Linked DNA regions of Zea mays: region 1 is linked to region 2. A link is a contact called in public Hi-C data. All regions are on one chromosome and are shown on one strand. Each heading gives the region's core, a stretch centred on a gene start, on an enhancer-like site or on the middle of the called end of the contact. The rest is flanking DNA. Distances are from core to core; before and after follow the strand shown. Region 1 has its middle 43 kb from the start of LOC103630408. Region 2 holds the start of LOC109940574.

Evidence for each region. A called contact is a pair of places that touch in the nucleus more often than the background predicts.
Region 1: a contact with region 2 is called in a Hi-C map of ear, with 3 times the contacts expected there. The contact joins the enhancer-like site here to the promoter of LOC109940574 in region 2. A contact is called at or near these places in 10 of 25 Hi-C or Micro-C datasets (bundle sheath, ear, endosperm and 3 more).

Annotation. Positions count from the first base shown.
Region 1 is chr6:160,924,684-160,928,761 of Zm-B73-REFERENCE-NAM-5.0, forward strand. No RefSeq gene overlaps it. Among protein-coding and RNA genes, the nearest start is that of LOC103630408, 43 kb to the right of the region's middle. Within about 2 kb of position 2,443, at least 16 of the 20 cell types and tissues checked have an H3K27ac peak or open chromatin away from gene starts, as enhancers often do. A contact at or near this core is called in ear, endosperm, leaf and 1 more, where this site is marked.
Region 2 is chr6:160,811,321-160,815,439 of Zm-B73-REFERENCE-NAM-5.0, forward strand. It overlaps LOC109940574, which reads left to right and starts at 2,715. Exons shown (of 1, transcript NM_001365075.1): 1 at 2,715-3,419. The coding sequence starts at 2,946. The coding sequence ends at 3,164.

The sequences.
Region 1 (4,078 bases), core at 1,193-3,692, 110 kb after region 2:
GCTAGAAAAGAATTAAATTCCAATATACCAATCACTCAAAATATTAAAGAAACATATAAAAACATCTTCAATTTCACATATAACAAATTATATGATTACATAACTTGATATCTAGACAAATGATAATTAGAGAAGAGTTTTATTCTAGCTAAGTTGGACTCAATTAGATGTTTATAGTGCTATTGATGCTGGTATATTTTACCCACGGGTATGGGTAGTACCAACCCATACCCATACCCGTCTACCCAACGGGTAGAGGTTTTTACCCATTAACATACCCGCGGGTAGAGAAATCATCCCGTACCCGCCTTCATATCGGGTAAAACCCGTCGGGTATTCGGGTTTCGGGTACCCATTGCCATCTCTAATTGGGGCTGACGTAGGAGTGACGAGCTACTGCAAATGCTTGGTGTGTGCTGGCTGAAAGTGATTTTGCACTACTAGCATGCGCAATGCCAGGGGCGGATATGGGCCCTGGGCCACCTGGGCCGTGGCCCGGGTCGTAACACAAAAATGCAGTAGAGATTTTAGCCCAAATAAAATCAAACCATAACTGTACAGATCTTAGCGTTCGTATTCTGCGTCCGTGCCGGCTGGCGGCTGCCGCTGCCTCCCTGCTCGTGTCGTCGTGCGTCCAGCGGTGTCCCGTCCGCCCGCTCGTGACTCCTCCCGTCGTTCGCGCCCAGCCAGTTGACCAGGTGTCCAGTCCAGCCGTCCGGCCGTCCACGCCCAACCAAGCCAGTTTTCTCCCCGTCCGGCAGTGCGTCCAGCACCCGCGTCCAGAGGCCAGAGCGGTAGAGCCTCTCCGTCCGGCCATGCGTGACGACATGTCACATGCGTCCAGCAGTTCCAGCACGGTCTCCAACCAGCTAGCCAGGCGTCCAGACCTCCAGCCGCTAGCCATTCCTAGTTACGGTAAGGAATGTGTAGGTTCAAATTCACGTGCTAACGTTGATGAAGTTATTAGAGGGGGAAGGACCAAATCATCTCTAATTAGGTACTTTGTATATTTTTAATCAAGTTTATTGTATTTTTAGATGCTGAATTGAAGTAAATACTATGTTAGTTTATTTTTGTTGTATATTTTGTTTTAGCGGTATATTTAGCCGTACAATATATTAGGGAATGTTTAAATTAACCTTTAAGTTTTATAGAGTGGCCCGGGGCGTTAATTTTATAGAGCTCCGCCACTGCGCAATGCAATGGGTATATATGCCATTCGGTGTAGACCGCTCCGTTTTCGTCCGAGTTAATTATAAACACAAAGAAAAATTACATCTTTCTTCTTCTTCTTCTTCTTCTTCTTCTTCTTCTTCTTCTTCGGAGCTAGATTTCTTTTCCATTTGATTTTCCTTTGGTGATGTCCACAACTACAAGGCTATCCTGAACACTAGTCCTATATATAGCGCTTAATTACCCTCTATTGATCGAGCTGGATTTCTTCCATATATTCCACATGTTGTTCTTGCGAGAGATCGATCCTGATCGTAAGCTTTTTCGATCAGAGTGCTGCTGGTGTGGTGGCACGTACGTGAGAGTGAGACCTGAGAACAAGCTGCAGCTTTCGCCGGTACGACGACCACCTCGATCCAAATGAAATGAAGCCGCACGGACGAATCCCATCCCGTCATCATGCATGGTCATCAGAGGATCGACATCACAAACCTAGACCAGGCCATGCAGGCCGGGCTAGCTGCAGGCACAAACCTAGACCAGGACCGTCGTCAAGTCGTTAGCATGCGGTACTGCTAGTAGTACTGTCCCTGTACTGCCATCCAAAAAACCCAGCGAAGGCAGCGGCGACGTACTACGCGTACCCCCGGCACGGCGGCACCACCGGCCGGCAGCGCAGCAGACGTAGTACTAGTACGTGGGCGCCGAGTGGAGACCACCGATCACCGAGTGTCCGAATCCATGCACGTACGGCAGCAACACCCGCCGTCCGCCATCAGCCGACCGCGGCTGGCCCTGCCTGCCCGTCGTCGTCTCGTCCGTCGCTCGCGGCTCGCCGTACCGACGCCGCCGCGCGCGCGTACCACGGTGCATGTGCCTACTGCCTCAGCCCTCAAGTGCTAGGCGCTAGCTAGCTAGGGCGAAAAGCCGACAAACGCATGCAGCAAACCGGTCGCCGGCCACGGGCACGCACGTCACGTACATACCCTCGACCTCGAGCGAGGCCTCGACGTCGTCGTGTGTGGCCGGCCGCTCAGTGCGTCGTCACGGTGGAATCCGCGTCCTCGGATTGGGCGTGTGGCGAGTGATGAGTGGTGACCAACGGCTCCGGTGTACGTAGTATAGTGCTCGATCAGGTCGGGTTGTACACGGCGGCCGCCGGCACATGATGATTACACCGAATTGGTGGCGATTGTCAGCAACGGCGGAGGGGCCAGCAGGGCCGCCAGCCAACTAGGTAGCAAAAAAACTTTTTCCTTTTTCCATTTCATGTCCGTTGCATGCTCATATGGGCCGTATTCAGCCCGTGTATTGGCTACCAGTCTGGAAGAACACACCACAGGCTACAAATTTTGAGGAGTGCTTTTTAACGTGTACGTATACTTCAACAGCTTCTTTATTTAAGCAAATGTTAAAAAACTGAAAATTATACTAATTTTTTTTTTAAAAAAAAACACCTCTATCTAGTCATATTGGCGCATGCGTATGTATAAACTTCGTATATGGGCCTTTGTTTTTTTGGCGTGCATGTGGCAGACGCCTCTATGTGCGGCACATGAGTGTAGATTGTATTGAGGAAGCAATTCTCACCCCTGTCACCCGTAACACACTCAAAAACACTATGCAACAGTATGAGCGCAACACACTCAGTTCAACCTTATGATTCGTTTTAATTGCTTTATATAAAAAAATATGTTTAAAATTGTACTTCATGATTCTAAACCACTCAAATCTTAACAAATTAAACTAAATCTTGGAAATTTTTGTTGGTTCAAATATTGTGGTGTTACATATGTCCAAAAGAAAGCTCTCCTACGTTGGTCGATGGCATTCAAAACACACGGAGTTAGGAACGATCACAACGGACATGTAGTGAAGAGGCATGGAACTCAAGACGTTCTGAACCAGGATCATCCGAACGACCCGATTTAGAAGCTTAGCTTTCCATCCAGAAAGATTTTGGTCACAAGATGCAACCAGGGGATAACAATCATACGAGGTTATTTTGTAGGGAGTGAGGGGGAGGCCGAGATGTGGTTAAGGAATGGCCGACACAGTCACACAGCCATACCAAGGATACCAGCAAGCCATTGAGAAGTGGATTCACTCACACACAAGGAGGAAAGTGGTCTTTTGGTATTTAATAGTCAGGCCCATATAGCTAAAGCAAAACATTAAGGGCTTTTTTTGATATATAAAATAGCCTGCTCAGAAGCTCTAGCAATAATGATACTGTCATCCGCATATTGTAAGACAGGACATGGAGCGTTGTCAAGGATATGATGGCGGAGGTCATGTTGGACCCCTCTGTGTTTGATGAGCTGACGAAGGACATTAGCAACAATGATGGACAGATAGGGAGAGATTGGATCCCCTTGACTAAGACCATTTTGCATGGAATCCAAGGACAATGAACTCCATTAAGGGCTTGTTCGTTTGTGCCGGATTGGTGGGTCGGAACGATTCCTAACCGGATTGCTTCTCTAATTTATATAAACTTTGATTAGCCGGAACGATTCCGGGTGCAATCCGACGTAAACGAACAAGGCCTAAGGAGGATAGACAATTTACCAGAGGTGAGAATATCTATCATCCAGTCGCACCACAGCTGAGTGAAGCATCTCCACTCGAGGATCAAGATTAACCTCTCCCAATTAACCGAGTCAAAAGTTATGTAGAAATCGATTTTCATGACAACTGAATGGATTTTCCGTTTAAAACAACAATGCAAAAATATCCATGGCGTATGCATAATTTTTCCAATGTTCCTCTTCTGCACAAACCCAGACCGGTCACCACATACTAAGTGTATATATTTCTATAAACTATATGCTCCATCGTTAAATGCAAGTTGTGCCTTTTGTCCTGTATTGATGCGAATAATGATGTGGATGAGCCTAGCCTA
Region 2 (4,119 bases), core at 1,465-3,964:
TATTTGCAATGATCCACAGCAGAAATTAAACCGACCGTTACTGTGCCAGATTCTTCTCAAAACATAACTGAAATAGCAAAAGCCTGGGAATTACTCTCACGAGTTGAATTTGGGTAATGTGCTTGGGCAGTATATGAATGCTGTATAGACGGGGACCGCCTAATGTCAGGTGACAAGACAATGATGATACGATTCCTAAGTCCCATCCTGGCATCTGGTCATCTGGAGCTAAGAGAGGGTACACTCACAAGTGTGTGGATATATATGCAGGGCAGGAGTCCAGGACCATGTGGAATGTGCATTTGTGTCTACTAATTATTGATTAAGTAATAATAATTGCGAGTTTGGTACTAAAGTTGATTAAAGAATAATAATTGGGACTAAAGTTGTCAGTCTTCACTCTTCGATCAGTACTTGTTTTATGGCCGGTACCAATTGATATCTTCAACTCGTTAGTGGCTTCAACTGTGGTTGGTGTGGCTGTAGAGTAGCCACGTTCTAGACATCCCTTACCGGTTCTAGCCACTAACCAATACTAAAAGGGTATTTGGATCTCCTGGACTAAAGTTTAGTTCATGTTTTGGATACCAAATTAGGAGGACTAAACATGAACTAAATATAAAAACTAATTGCATAAGTCATGGCTAATTCGTGAATCGAATCTATATTTTGCTACATGAAAATTATGCTAATCATGAATTAATTAAACTTAGCAGATTCGTCTCACAAATTAGCCATGACTTATGCAATTAGTTTTACCGTATGTTTAGTCCTTCTAATTGATATCCAAAACCTAGACTAAACGAAAGTACAGAGCATCCAAACATCCACTAAATGGAGCTATATGGCCACAAAGGAGCCACACACTATGTACTGGCAGTGCTGCTATGATGGCTCGCAATGACGGGCAGCGGCAGTGCCCGTCCAAACATCCACTAAATGGAGCTACATGGCCACAAAGGAGCCACACACTATGTACTGGCAGTGCTGCTATGATGGCTCGCAATGACGGGTAGCGGCAGTGCCGCGCAGTGGAGTGGTTGTACCGTGCATTAAAACTTGAACATAATGATCTCAAATTTTCATAGCAACAAGCGCAGAGGGATAGAAGATGTTTCATGAAGTTTGAACTCGAACAAATCAAAACTCCGCAAATAGATTTAAAATCTCGAGTTGAAAGGGGTTTTGTTGGGGTTTTCTCACCTCAAAACAAAACGAGATCAGTTCACGACCACAAACTGCTCGAACCAGATGATTGTAGTGATCCAAAGGCTATATCTTACCCCAAGACAATCCCTAAAACAAACCTCAACTCAAGAACTAGAAGGTTCTTCCAAAATCCGAAGAGAGAAGGGAGGAGAGAAGAGCAAGAACTCAAACAAGTGCAAACTCAAATCAGATTTGAATTGAACTTCAAAAGCACCATGTGCCAAGTGTGGATGCGGTCACACTTTCTCACATTCTCAAGTACATAGATGCAGATTATGAAACACATGTGGATCTCCGCGCTAAAACTCTAGCAACCTAGGAGTGAAAACTAAGTGCTATGAAACAAGTGCCAAAAGATATGGGTGAAACAACTAGCCCTCCCACCTATTTTATAGGGGGTTATAAACCACCTCTAGATACATAGAGCCTATCCACTCAGTCAGGGGCAAAATGAACCAACTCCTAGGTTTTCCATTCGACGGCCACGAGCTCTTCACGAAGTTGCCACCCCTCGGCACACCCTTCGTGATGACACCATGTGCCGCCCTCGATTCCCGCCGGAACCGTACCACCAAGTTTTGAGGCCCAACGAACCAGCCCTCTGTAACGTTGGGGTGGTTTTGACGATCAACCACCAAACTGTCATGAGTAGCGTACTCCATACGCATCCCCCGACGTCCTGGACATGTGTCCCACCAGTCCTCGACTACGCCAACGACACGATCCGCTCTGCCACGTCCTCACACTGGTGCATATCCCAAGTGTCAGCCACCAAGGTAGTCACATGGCTTCTCCAATCCATCGATCAAGGCCGAGCGCTCGTCCTTCATCGCTCCCGGCCCATCGGCACGAACCCGTATGATCTTCACTTTCATCGTCGACCACCGTCTCTGTACTGCACACCTGCAGTCACAAGCCGGGAGATATGATTGCACAATACATAATCTCATACCCGGGTTAGTCTAAAACTCACGTCAAAGTACTAACCATGTTGGCAATAACTCATTATCAACCCGAACGACAAGGGTCTGAAGATATAAGTATTAGTAATACTTTTTACAATCTAGTACTTAGAAAAATTGCTAGCACGTATGCAAGCTTGTCTTAAGATCCTCGTATATTCCATAAGAAAACAATAGTCTCAAAACTCAAATTTAATATATTTGTAATCTAATTAGCGTCCTTGTCTAGTTCAGCACCTCCTTTACATCTTGTTTGCCTCGCACGAACACGCCCAAATGGCAACTACTATAACTAATGGAGGATGGGAAAAGATGAGTGTGTGCTAAAGTTAAGCTCCATTCAACGGTCGACACGTAGGCTGGAGGGTTCTGATTTCGCACACATGGAATGGAATTACCTTTTCGATCACACGTCCTTGTCCGCACAGTCCTCGGATCCAGCTGACCCGGCTCGGCGCCTAGCACACAGAGTTAGCCGAATCCGCCGCCATGTACAGTGAACGGAATCATCGAGACCCCTATGGCCCCTGTACGCTAGTGACTAGTGAGCCTCCCCTCCCACGGCCCCACCCCGCAGGCCCCAGGTGGTGGACGAATCCCGTGCGGGCGGCGGGCGTTCACGACGCGGTGGAGGGTGGACGGCCGCCGGTCGCCCGCGAGGCACGGTCCGCTCCAGCTTCGCGTGCGGCAGCGGCAGGGCAGGGCAGGGCAGGCAGCCGCGGGGGGTCCTGATCCTGGGGTCTGGCACTGGCAGGCACGCGTCGTGCGTGCAACATGCGATGCTGCCAGCGACAGTGGTCCCTTGCTCCTCGGCGCGGGCGCGGGCGCGAGCGGAACGTTCAGGCAGGGCCCCCCCGGCCCCGACCCGGCGGCATGTCGACCAAGGAACATCATCCGGCCAGAGTGGCAGCCTTGGGGTGGTGTGGTGTGGTGGCCTCATCACTGCCTCAGCTCGTCGCACGGTGCATGCACGATGGATCGCGAGATGACTGATTGGCCTGGCCGAACTGATTGGCCCTAGCTTTCCGTGCCTCGGCCGGCCTCTTGCGTGCAGGCGGGTGTGCAGTCTACTCCGGCCGTGATTACCTTGTCTTACCGGTAGTACGTACTATGTACTATGTCATTTATTATCATGTCGTGCTTAATTGGACGGGCGGTCGCAGCTGGTCCTGGTCGGCTCTGCTGGCGATTCGTTCGCCGTCCTTTTGCAGCGACGAACACGTTTGCACGGCAACCCAAGCCTTTTTATTTCCTGCTATGCTGGTCAAGAGAGCGTACGCACGCAAACTTCGCGCTAATTACGTAGTTATGGTTATGGCACGTGTGGTTTTTGTATGCAATCCCTGTCGGTGTCAGTTGTGATGATGTGGAGTGTCTTTTTAGCTCTCTGCAGTGCAGCATCCTCTGTCGTGTCGTTAGCTAAACGAATATTTGTATACGCGGCCGCCGTCATAGCTTTTCCTAGATAAATAGGAGATTAGTGGGGAGCACTATTTCTGAGGCCACTCTTGTTTCATTTCCTAATTCCTAACTTTTAAGGTTCCCTGCTATTGAAAACAGTGTATATAGACAAGTTTTCTTCTTCTTCTTCATGTGGTACTAATTTTATTCTATAAAACTTTTATTATCTCTCTTCTTCGTCTTTACATGACATACCAACTTATTTAACATTTATAAAACTCACATGAAATAACCTATACTAATAAGGCTAATTTTAAGGACAACAGCTTTCTACGTTTTTTTTTTGTTTGATAAAGGAAGCAATTTTATTAGTATCCAAGGCAATACACATCAAAAGGATACAAAGTCTTCGTACGTTTGAATAACAAGTGCATCCCTATCTTCATTGGATTAGAGATTGAAATCGATAAAAGCTGACTTTTATGCCACGGATGGAGAGACCATGGGCGAAGGTCTTGGTTTTGGAATACATTCGTGTGGCCGATTA